Linked DNA regions of Mus musculus: region 2 is linked to region 1. A link is a contact called in public HiChIP or PLAC-seq data. All regions are on one chromosome and are shown on one strand. The core of a region is the stretch at or near the end of the contact, and the rest is flanking DNA. Distances in the headings are between cores, read along the strand shown. Region 1 has its middle 13 kb from the start of Slc22a2. Region 2 overlaps Slc22a1 (solute carrier family 22 (organic cation transporter), member 1).

Evidence for each region. HiChIP or PLAC-seq counts read pairs in DNA pulled down with a chosen protein or histone mark.
Region 2: a contact with region 1 is called in an H3K27ac HiChIP or PLAC-seq map of heart atrium, with 4 times the contacts expected there. The contact joins two enhancer-like sites. A contact is called at or near these places in 1 of 39 promoter capture datasets (hippocampal neurons), 9 of 484 Hi-C or Micro-C datasets (the HL-1 cell line, LSK cells, cardiomyocytes and 3 more), 4 of 115 datasets of contacts at active chromatin or transcription factors (differentiating embryonic stem cells, embryonic stem cells, heart atrium and 1 more) and 2 of 9 other capture datasets (adipose tissue and pancreatic islet).

The regions. Positions count from the first base shown.
Region 1 is chr17:12,568,981-12,573,375 of GRCm38.p6, reverse strand. No RefSeq gene overlaps it. Among named protein-coding and RNA genes, the nearest start is that of Slc22a2, 13 kb to the left of the region's middle. Within about 2 kb of position 1,760, at least 13 of the 459 cell types and tissues checked have an H3K27ac peak or open chromatin away from gene starts, as enhancers often do. A contact at or near this core is called in heart atrium, where this site is marked.
Region 2 is chr17:12,650,553-12,654,947 of GRCm38.p6, reverse strand. It overlaps Slc22a1 (solute carrier family 22 (organic cation transporter), member 1), which reads left to right. Exons shown (of 11, transcript NM_009202.5): 9 at 2,464-2,576; 10 at 3,977-4,079. Among named protein-coding and RNA genes, the nearest start is that of Slc22a1, 23 kb to the left of the region's middle. Within about 2 kb of position 2,172, at least 7 of the 459 cell types and tissues checked have an H3K27ac peak or open chromatin away from gene starts, as enhancers often do. A contact at or near this core is called in heart atrium, where this site is marked.

The DNA of each region.
Region 1 (4,395 bases), core at 511-3,010:
CAGAGAAGTGAAGGTGTGTGTGTGTGTGTGTGTGTGTGTGTGTGTGTGTGTGTGTGTGTGTGTGATAAAACATAAGCAAGGTGAATCCCTGAGGAAGCCCTGGGAAGGAGCTTTTCATCCAGGCTTTGGGAGATGTAGGGAATAGGAAGTGGGGTGGTAGGGGGAGAAAAATTTGTATTCTTGTAGGCAAAGCTTTTACTGGAAAAGACACAAGAGCATTTTGTAGGGAGGCCCCTTCCACCTCGGTTTTCTTCTTAAGGAGTGTGTGTAGGCTCACTACCAAGACCTCACACGGACATTCTTTCTGTCTCCCTCCCACTGGATGAGACTTTTGTGAGCTGAGTGCTTGCTTTCAGTGCCAAAGAAATTATTATTGGATGAGTCACTTCTTTGGAAAATGTAATTCTGACAACCATTAAGATAGCTTCCCAAATATTAATGCTACTGTCGGATACGGGTTGGGTTATACCCCAAAGACCAAGGAGAGGCACGTGTCATTGGAAATGTTTCCCAACGATCTGCTCCCAACGTCTCAGAAAGTTTTGTTGGCTTTTATTCAAACTGAGTGTTTTAGCCACATATTTTTGGTAAGGTGCAAAAGTTGTTACTTACAATGAAAAGAAATAATTTGAGACAATTTCAAACCAAGGGACCTTCTAGAAAAGACACACCCTGGGTAGTCTGTAGGGTTGTTGAATGTCTGGGTTGGATGTCTCCTTGTTGAAATATCATCCGATGTGGTTGAAACTAGAGCTGTTGGGTTTTTGTTTTTTTTTTTAACTTCAGTGTAACTTAAGTTTGGAGATGACCAGATCTTTGTGTCTGGGGGTGCTCTGCATATTGTAGAATATTTTCGCAGTTTCTCTTGGTTCCAGCCAATAGGTACTAGCAGCCTCTCCTCTTGAGTCAGAACACAGGCTAAAATCCTTATTGTAGAGGAAAACAAATGAAGGCCCAGAGAGGTAGGTCATGTGACTTAGATGACACAGGGCCTCTAGCTGTGTCCTGAATAACAACCGACTAGCTAGTGTTCAGTTCTCCTTGAACGGAACCCTGGGCTCACACTCACGACATCTGGGAAAGCTAAACTCGGCCAGCTAGTGCAGTTGACCTTTCCTCCAGTTTGCTGAAGAACTGAGATTTCTTGACCTTCCGATCATGTTTTTGGAATTGGTTCCTCCTGGCTTGCCCTTTCTGTTAGGATCTGCTTATCGCCTTGTGAAAACACAACCAGTCCCGGAGGGGTTTGTGCACCTGCTCTTTCTCCCTCTTATCTGATCAGGTGACCAGATATTGGCCAAGCAGTAAGGGGATCCATACACAGCTTTGCTCCTCTGATAACGGGGAATAATCCTTTTGCAAGGTTAAAGTTCACGTCATGAAAACATCCCTTTATTTTTAAGATATTTTCTTCTGGTCAGTATATTTAGACACCTAGAGAGTAATAAAAAATAAAATCCATTCACTTATTTGAAACTGTGTTCTTGTCACTTGCCTCTAAAGCATCATAGTGCCAAGCAAGTGCCAGCAAGGAGAGACTGGAACTGGGCTCTGGAATGTTCTTTGGGGGACTGCTCTGTTGATCCTCAGGAGACTGTCTCATCTACAGGTTTCTCAGGGTCACCGGGAAAGCTTAGATTCTGACACTTGGAGTCTGACAGATCTTTTGTCACTACAACTGGAGGCCTGTGTGTGGGAAAGACCAACGTGCCAGCACATAGCCAGTGACATTCAAGCCCCGCTCAATTTATGTCAGTATACCAGTGACGAAATTCACGACTCCGTTGTCCCTCCGGGCTGCCAATGTTGTCTGCTGGGATAGATTCTTGCAGTGGCCTGTGCCAGTGGCTTCTCCCTGCTTGTTGCTGATGACTGGCAGCTCCAAGAGATAACTCAGGAATTCTGCTGATGCCACAGCTGACTTAGCACCCTGACCCACTTGTGCTAGGATTCCACTTGCACAAGGCTCTCAGCTGCTGCCAGCCAGAAGGAACCAAGCTTCCATATTGTGAGCAGCTTGTTTGTAGCCAGAGGGTGACTATACCATCAACTTTGGGCAGAAGCCAGAAATACCCACAGGGCAGCTGACGATGGCATAGGAGAGAAATCATGTCAGGGCTACCTTGTGGTAGAACAGAGTTCAGATCTTTGCTCTGAAACATGGTCTTCTGCAGCCTTACCAGGATTTTACAGAAGCTGGGCACTTCCACTAGCTTACTGACTCCACAAAGGCAGCCTTGCCTCCTGGTCCTCACATGTAGTGCAAAGAGGGTCATCATGGAGCCCAGTATAGCCATTTGACTGTGTCTATGCTCTTGGTTTCATTCATGGCTCTGACATTTTTTTTTGAGCTGGGATAAGTTACTTGGTGTCAGAGGGGGGATTCTTACTCTCCTCACGACTTCTGAGAATTGGGGGGGGGGTTCACCACATGCGCATGTGCTGGCTGCTCTCTGGGTCATATGTGTAAGGTGGGGGCACTGAGCATGCGCACCCTCAGAGCTCTAACTCCGGAGATGCCCAGTGTCTCAAACCACTCCCTCAGTTTCCAGAGCTCTGGTAAATCAGGTGGCATTATATGACTACCAGCTGTGATAAAGCTGCTTTCTTTGTGGTAGAAGGCACTGCTGTCCCCAACAGCTTAAACAATGTACCCGTTCTTGTGTGTCCTGAGAGCAGAAGTCACCATCTATGCCTTCCATTTTGACCTGTCTCCACACTGTAAGAAATGGCCAAACCTGCCTTCATAGCTAAGAAAAAGCAATAGAAACATTAAAAAATGTTATAAGGGGTTGGAGAGATGGCTTTGCCAGTAAAGTGATCTTTATGCAAACATGGGGACCTGAGTTCAAACTCCAGCATCCATAGAAAGAGCTGGGGACAGTGGCCCACATGTAATCCAAGTGTCTCCACATGTGTACATATATATGCTTATACACACATGTGAACCTACACACACAAGTACACACACACAAGTACACAGACACACACAGACACACAGACACACACACACACACACACACTGGATTTGAATGTTAATGCTGGAAAAATGGGTACTTGCTTGGGACTCAGTAGCAGTCCCTGTCTCCATTCCTGTGGGTATACGATAGGCAGGTCAGTAAGGCACCAGTGATGGCCTGAGACTCTCTCTGTGGGTCCCATGCTCTGCCTTGCTGGCATCTCAGCTGGAGAGCAGCTGAACAGAGGTGCTGGGATCATGTAAGCTCATCAGGACCTGAGCGCTGGTCTCTGCTGAGTGGAGCAGACAACAGAAATTTATAGACTCTTCTGGAATGACTGGAAGATCCTGCATCTGCTCTGTCCAGGACAGCAGCATGTGGCCACGCATATCTGTTGTCCCTTGAAATTAGGCTGGTGTCACTGAATCCTGTGTGAGGTTACATAGCCACACGCAGTCAGTAGCTACTGCGCTGACCAACACACAATAGATAGCACATGCTTGGGCTTGGGCTTTGGTGACCTGTTGTGCACGGCCCTATACAGGATGACCTGCTTGCTCCTCTGGACCTTGCACATTGCAGGTCTACTCTTTGCCTCCCTTTGGAGCTTAGTGTGTCTCTTCTACTATACCCAAGTCATGTGCATATCTCCCTGGCCTCTCCTGCAATCCAGTTCCCCATGGCTGAGTCTATCACTGAGGGAGGAGTTTAAGGGACATCAAACTGTAACTTTAGGTTTTTTTTTTTCATCCTCTTCATGACTGAATAAGAAATTAAAAGATTTGATTACATGCCGTACACACTGAGCAACATCTGTAAAAATTCATCAATTTCCCCTCCCAGTCCCTGCTCCCAGAGACTAATTATTTACTAACAAATGCCCAGGCCATAGTTTTCTGCTTGTTCTCTGACTTTCTCATAACTTAGTATCCTTTTTATTCTAACCTGGATTCAGCTTCATGGATGTTTCCCTCTCCTTGTCTTCTTACATTGTCTCCTCAGAGTTCCTGGGGGTGACCCTCCCCTTTGTTCTATCTGGAGATCAGCTACCTGCTGGTTCACATTGGTCTCCACAGCATTCCTGAATGCATCCCCACATGCATCTCTTATGCCTCTCACTAGTTCCAGGACTAGTTCCAGGACTCTCACTAGTTCTCTCTATCCCAGCTGGACGTCCCACTTCCTATTTCCTGTCTCATTACATTGGCTGTAATTTTCTTTTATTGGCAGATGATGTTTATAAGAGATTCTCACTACACCAAATCATGACCACCATCATCAATGTGTGATCTCCTGACTTCTTGCCCCTCCACTCCCCCACCACCCAACCCGTGCCAACGTACTCTTACATGAGCACCTTCCAAGTTCTTTGCTCAACTGACATTCAGCTACTGACTGTCTAGGCTTTGAAAGTGGGATTGTAGATCGTCTTTCC
Region 2 (4,395 bases), core at 923-3,422, 81 kb before region 1:
TATTCTAGGTGTGTGTGTGTGTGTATGTGTGTGTGTGTGAGTGCCTGCATGTGTGGTTTGTGTAAGTATATGTGCCTGTGTGTTTGTGTGAGTATGTGTGTGTGGTGTATACCAGTGCTTACATGTGTGATTTGTGTGACTGTGTGAGGATATGTGTGTGTTAGATGTGTGTGCTTGTGTGTGTGTGGAGAGAGAGAGAGAGAGAGAGAGAGAGAGAGAGCGAGAGAGAGAGCCTGTATGTGTGGTTTATATGAGTATGTGTGTTTGTGAGTATGTGTGTTTGTGTGTATGTGTGTAGGTGTGTATATGTGTTTGTGTGTGGAAGTCTGATCTCAACTTGCAGAAGGCTGTTCTCTCCTTCCACTTCTCCTTCCTCAGTTCTTGGGGATCGAACTGAGGTCATCAGACTCGGCAGCCTTGGTGCCTTTACTGCTGATCCTGTCTCCAGCCCCAAGCTCTCAACATGAAGTGAAGAGGATTTTAATTGTTAAAGCATCTACTTTATTTGACATTTTAAAAAAATGGCCATTATCATAACCTGCCCTTGGTTAGAATTTGGCCTATTACCTTAAAATTTCCTCCCCATGAATAATGTATTTCTTCTTCATTTGTTCTTGTGAAAATGTCTTAGAAACATTCCAGCTCCCTACTTTGTCTAACGCCTGCAGCTTTCCGAGCCAGAAGACACAGATGACAGCGGCCTACTCTTTGCTTTCTTCTGCCAGTTCCTTTATTAGAAGAACATGGTTTAGAGTCTTACTTGTAAAGAAATTGCTTGGTCTGAGCACAAGGAGATGAAGGAAAATTAAGGATACAGTATTTTCCCAGGCCTTCCAGGGAGGGTTACATAGTGAGACCCTTTCTCAAAAACCAAATAAAAACAAAACAAAACGAAACATCAAACCAAGAAAACAACAAAAAATTCAGAGAGATATAGAGATAGATAGATAGATAGATAGATAGATAGATAGATAGATAGATAGATGATAGATAGATAGGATCTTCTATGTTTGTATTTTTTAGTCCAGAGTCTAAAAATGAAAGAGCCAGGACAAATAAGTCCTCTGTCACAGTTACCAGATTCAAAGAAATGGTCTATCAAATGTGCTGTGTGTCACTGTGACAAAATATCTAAGATGATCAACTTTTAAGGAAAGGTCTGTCTTCACACCTTCTTTCAGAGGCTTTAGTCTATGTTCACTTGACCCTGTTGCTGTGGGCTCAGGACTTGAGATCTCAAGACAGCACAAAGCATTATGGCCAGAATGTGTGGCTAGAAAGAAAAACAGAGAGAAAGGACCAGAAAGGACTGGGGTCCCCATCTCCCACTTCAAGGCATTCTCCTGATACCAACCTTCTTGCAATTAGGCCCTGCCTCCTAAAGCAGTGGGTCTCAACCTTCCTAGTGCTTGGACCCGTTAATACAGTTCCTCATGTTGTGGTGACCTCCAATCATAAAATTATCTCATTACTAACTTATAAATGTAATTTTGCGAATGTTATGAATTATAGTATAAATTAGGCAGGATATCTGATATATGACTCACAAAGGGGTTCATGACCCGAAGGTTGAGAACTGCTTTCCTAATGGCTGCATCAGGCAGTGACCAACTGTGTCCATCAGGCAGTGACCAACTGTGCAACACACAGGCTTCTGCAAATGCTTTCCTAAATAATAACAGTTACCAAGCCTGGTCTTCCATGGAGGTGGCCTATTGCCTCCTTCCTGAATGACCCTTTCCACTGTGCGTAGGATAATGAGCAGTCACAGAAAGTAGGAGAAGAAGCAGGATGGCCAGGAACAACCTCAAACCCAGTGCCTATGAATACACACACAGCCATGTGAGTCCCAGTATTTATAGTCAATTGAATCAAATGCATATAACAAAATGACAAGACAGTCATTTTGGCTGCCCATTACTCTGTAAGCACTCCTGATTCAAAGAAAGGCTATTTGAACTACAGACCCTCTACTTATTCACAGGGATCTCTGTGCTCAGTAGTTCTCTTCTTCACACTCTGGGCGCCAGACTCATTTGGTGTTGAGAGCAGGCATTGGTATTTGGTATAATTCTGGGTCTTACTAAACTTAGCCACACAGAAATACTGTGTTCTCTTTCCAAGTGATAACATATCGCAGCCCTGGGACAGGAGTGGAGTGCAGCTGCAGTTTAAGTCCGAGAACACGCGTGCTAGCTCATCTCCGTCGGCCTGTAGCCGGCCTCTAGGAGTGAGGGCTAAGCATCTGAGAGTACAATTGCAGAGGTAGGCTGTATTTTTCAGCCGTCTGAGCAGTGATCAGTCTGTACCCATCTCCACTCTAGCCTGCCGCCTTCTCTCCGCACAGCTCTTCCCACTCCTATGGTTTTGGGGGTCCTGGCTGATCTCGTGCCTGCTCTAGGATGCCGTTCACACCTTGAAGGTGAAGCATGCATGTGATCTGTCTGGTCTCTGTCTTCCCAGGAATCTCGGGATGATGGTGTGCTCTGCCCTGTGTGACCTAGGTGGGATCTTCACCCCCTTCATGGTGTTCAGGCTGATGGAAGTTTGGCAAGCCCTGCCCCTCATTTTGTTTGGTAAGACTTTATGGGCTATTCTTTCTTTTCATCTGGTGGAGGGTAATTGTGTGAGCACTTGGCAGTTGCTTGTAGATCGAGGGTCAAGGGTGGGCTTCGACTGTCTCCTAGTTCATTCTCCCTCGAATTTCAGGAACCAATAAGATGCAATTCCCGTGTAGTTGCCAGAGATTTTTGTCCTGTGGCTCCAGAATCAACCCATCATGCACTCCAATGGCTGATGATCTTTTGACACAATCTACTTTCTAATGCACTGGATGTCTAATTTGTAGGCCCTGAGTATGTCATTGCTGGGCTAGGATTGTGTTGAATGACGACCCCTTTCTGAGTGTGGTGACACTAATCCATCATCCCTGCACACTGGAGGCTCAGAAAGGACAACCCCAGGACCAAGGGCCTACAAGGGATGTGCACGAGACCCTGTCTCGGAGAGCCCAGTGGGGAGGGGCACAAAGAGACATGTGGGAATCAACAGTGTTCTGTGTCCTCTCTGCTGGTAAAGCTGGGCTGGTGAAAGACGATGGAAATACTGTTTCTGTCCCCAGACCTAGAGCAGGAGGGGTCCAAGGCCTGCTTACCCATCAGCAGAAGGATAAATGTCTGCTTGTGGGAAGAGAAATGCCAGGCCTGGCACAGGCCAATGCATGGGAAAGGCAAAGGAGGGAGAAAGTTAGAGAGTGGATAGAAGAGAGAGGAAAGGAAAGAGAATAAGAGAGAGACAGGAAGGAAGGAAGGAAGGAAGGAAGGAAGGGAGGAAGGAAGGAGGGAGGGAGGGAGGGAGGGAGGGAGGGAGGGAGGGAGGGAGGGAGGGAGGGAGGGAGGAAGGGCAGAGGGGAGGAAGAGATAAGAGAGAGTAATAAGACAGGTTTATCCATGCACAGGTTGGTCTTACTCTCTAGCCCTGCCTGCATCCCTATCTCTATAATTATGCACCTATGATCTGTCATCTCTACATTTATTCATGCATATGCCTATCATCTATGTATGCTTTTTCTTTCATCTTTTTTGTATGTATTTACCATCTGTTTGTGTATCTATCTCATTATCTACTACATCTTTCTATTTACCATCTATTTATTCGTCATCTATCGCCATCTGTCTATCTATAATAACTACTTAAAACTGATGTATCATTTTTTGTGAGACACTCAACTTCAAATATCCTCTAATACTCAAATACCAGCTCCTTTGGAATCCGCTTCTGTAGTGGCAAATACTGCCTTGTCTTACTCTTGCATTTCTCTAACTATTCAGTTGCCTCCAGTTCGTTCCTAAACGTTTCTGATAACTTTCAAAGATGAGCAGCATCCCCTCCCTGCCCTCTGGCCCACTGCACTCATTTCTGTAAGGGACACAAGCCCGTTCTCATTGGACTTCCTTGGACTTGGTTTCATTTGTAGGGGTTTTGGGCCTGAGTGCTGGGGCTGTGACCCTTCTACTTCCGGAGACCAAGGGCGTGGCTCTGCCTGAGACTATTGAAGAAGCGGAGAACCTGGGAAGGAGGTGAGGACAGTGGTGCGGGGAAGGGAGGGTGTGGCCGTATCTTCTGTAAAGGGTCCCAGCATTGCAGCACATTCTCAGTTATCCCACCTTAATGGTGGGGAGAGCTTTTCCGGTGTCCGTGAGCTTAGTCTGACGTTCAGAGATGCTGGGGATGGGATTGGAGCTCAGCCACTGGATGCAAGGAAAACAGAGAACCAGAACCGACTTCTTAGTGTACAGTTATCCCACACTGCCTTAGGGATGCTGCATCAGGGACACTGGACACAGAAGAATAACAAAGGAATTTTGGGAAAAGGAAGATTCTTTTTATTGATAT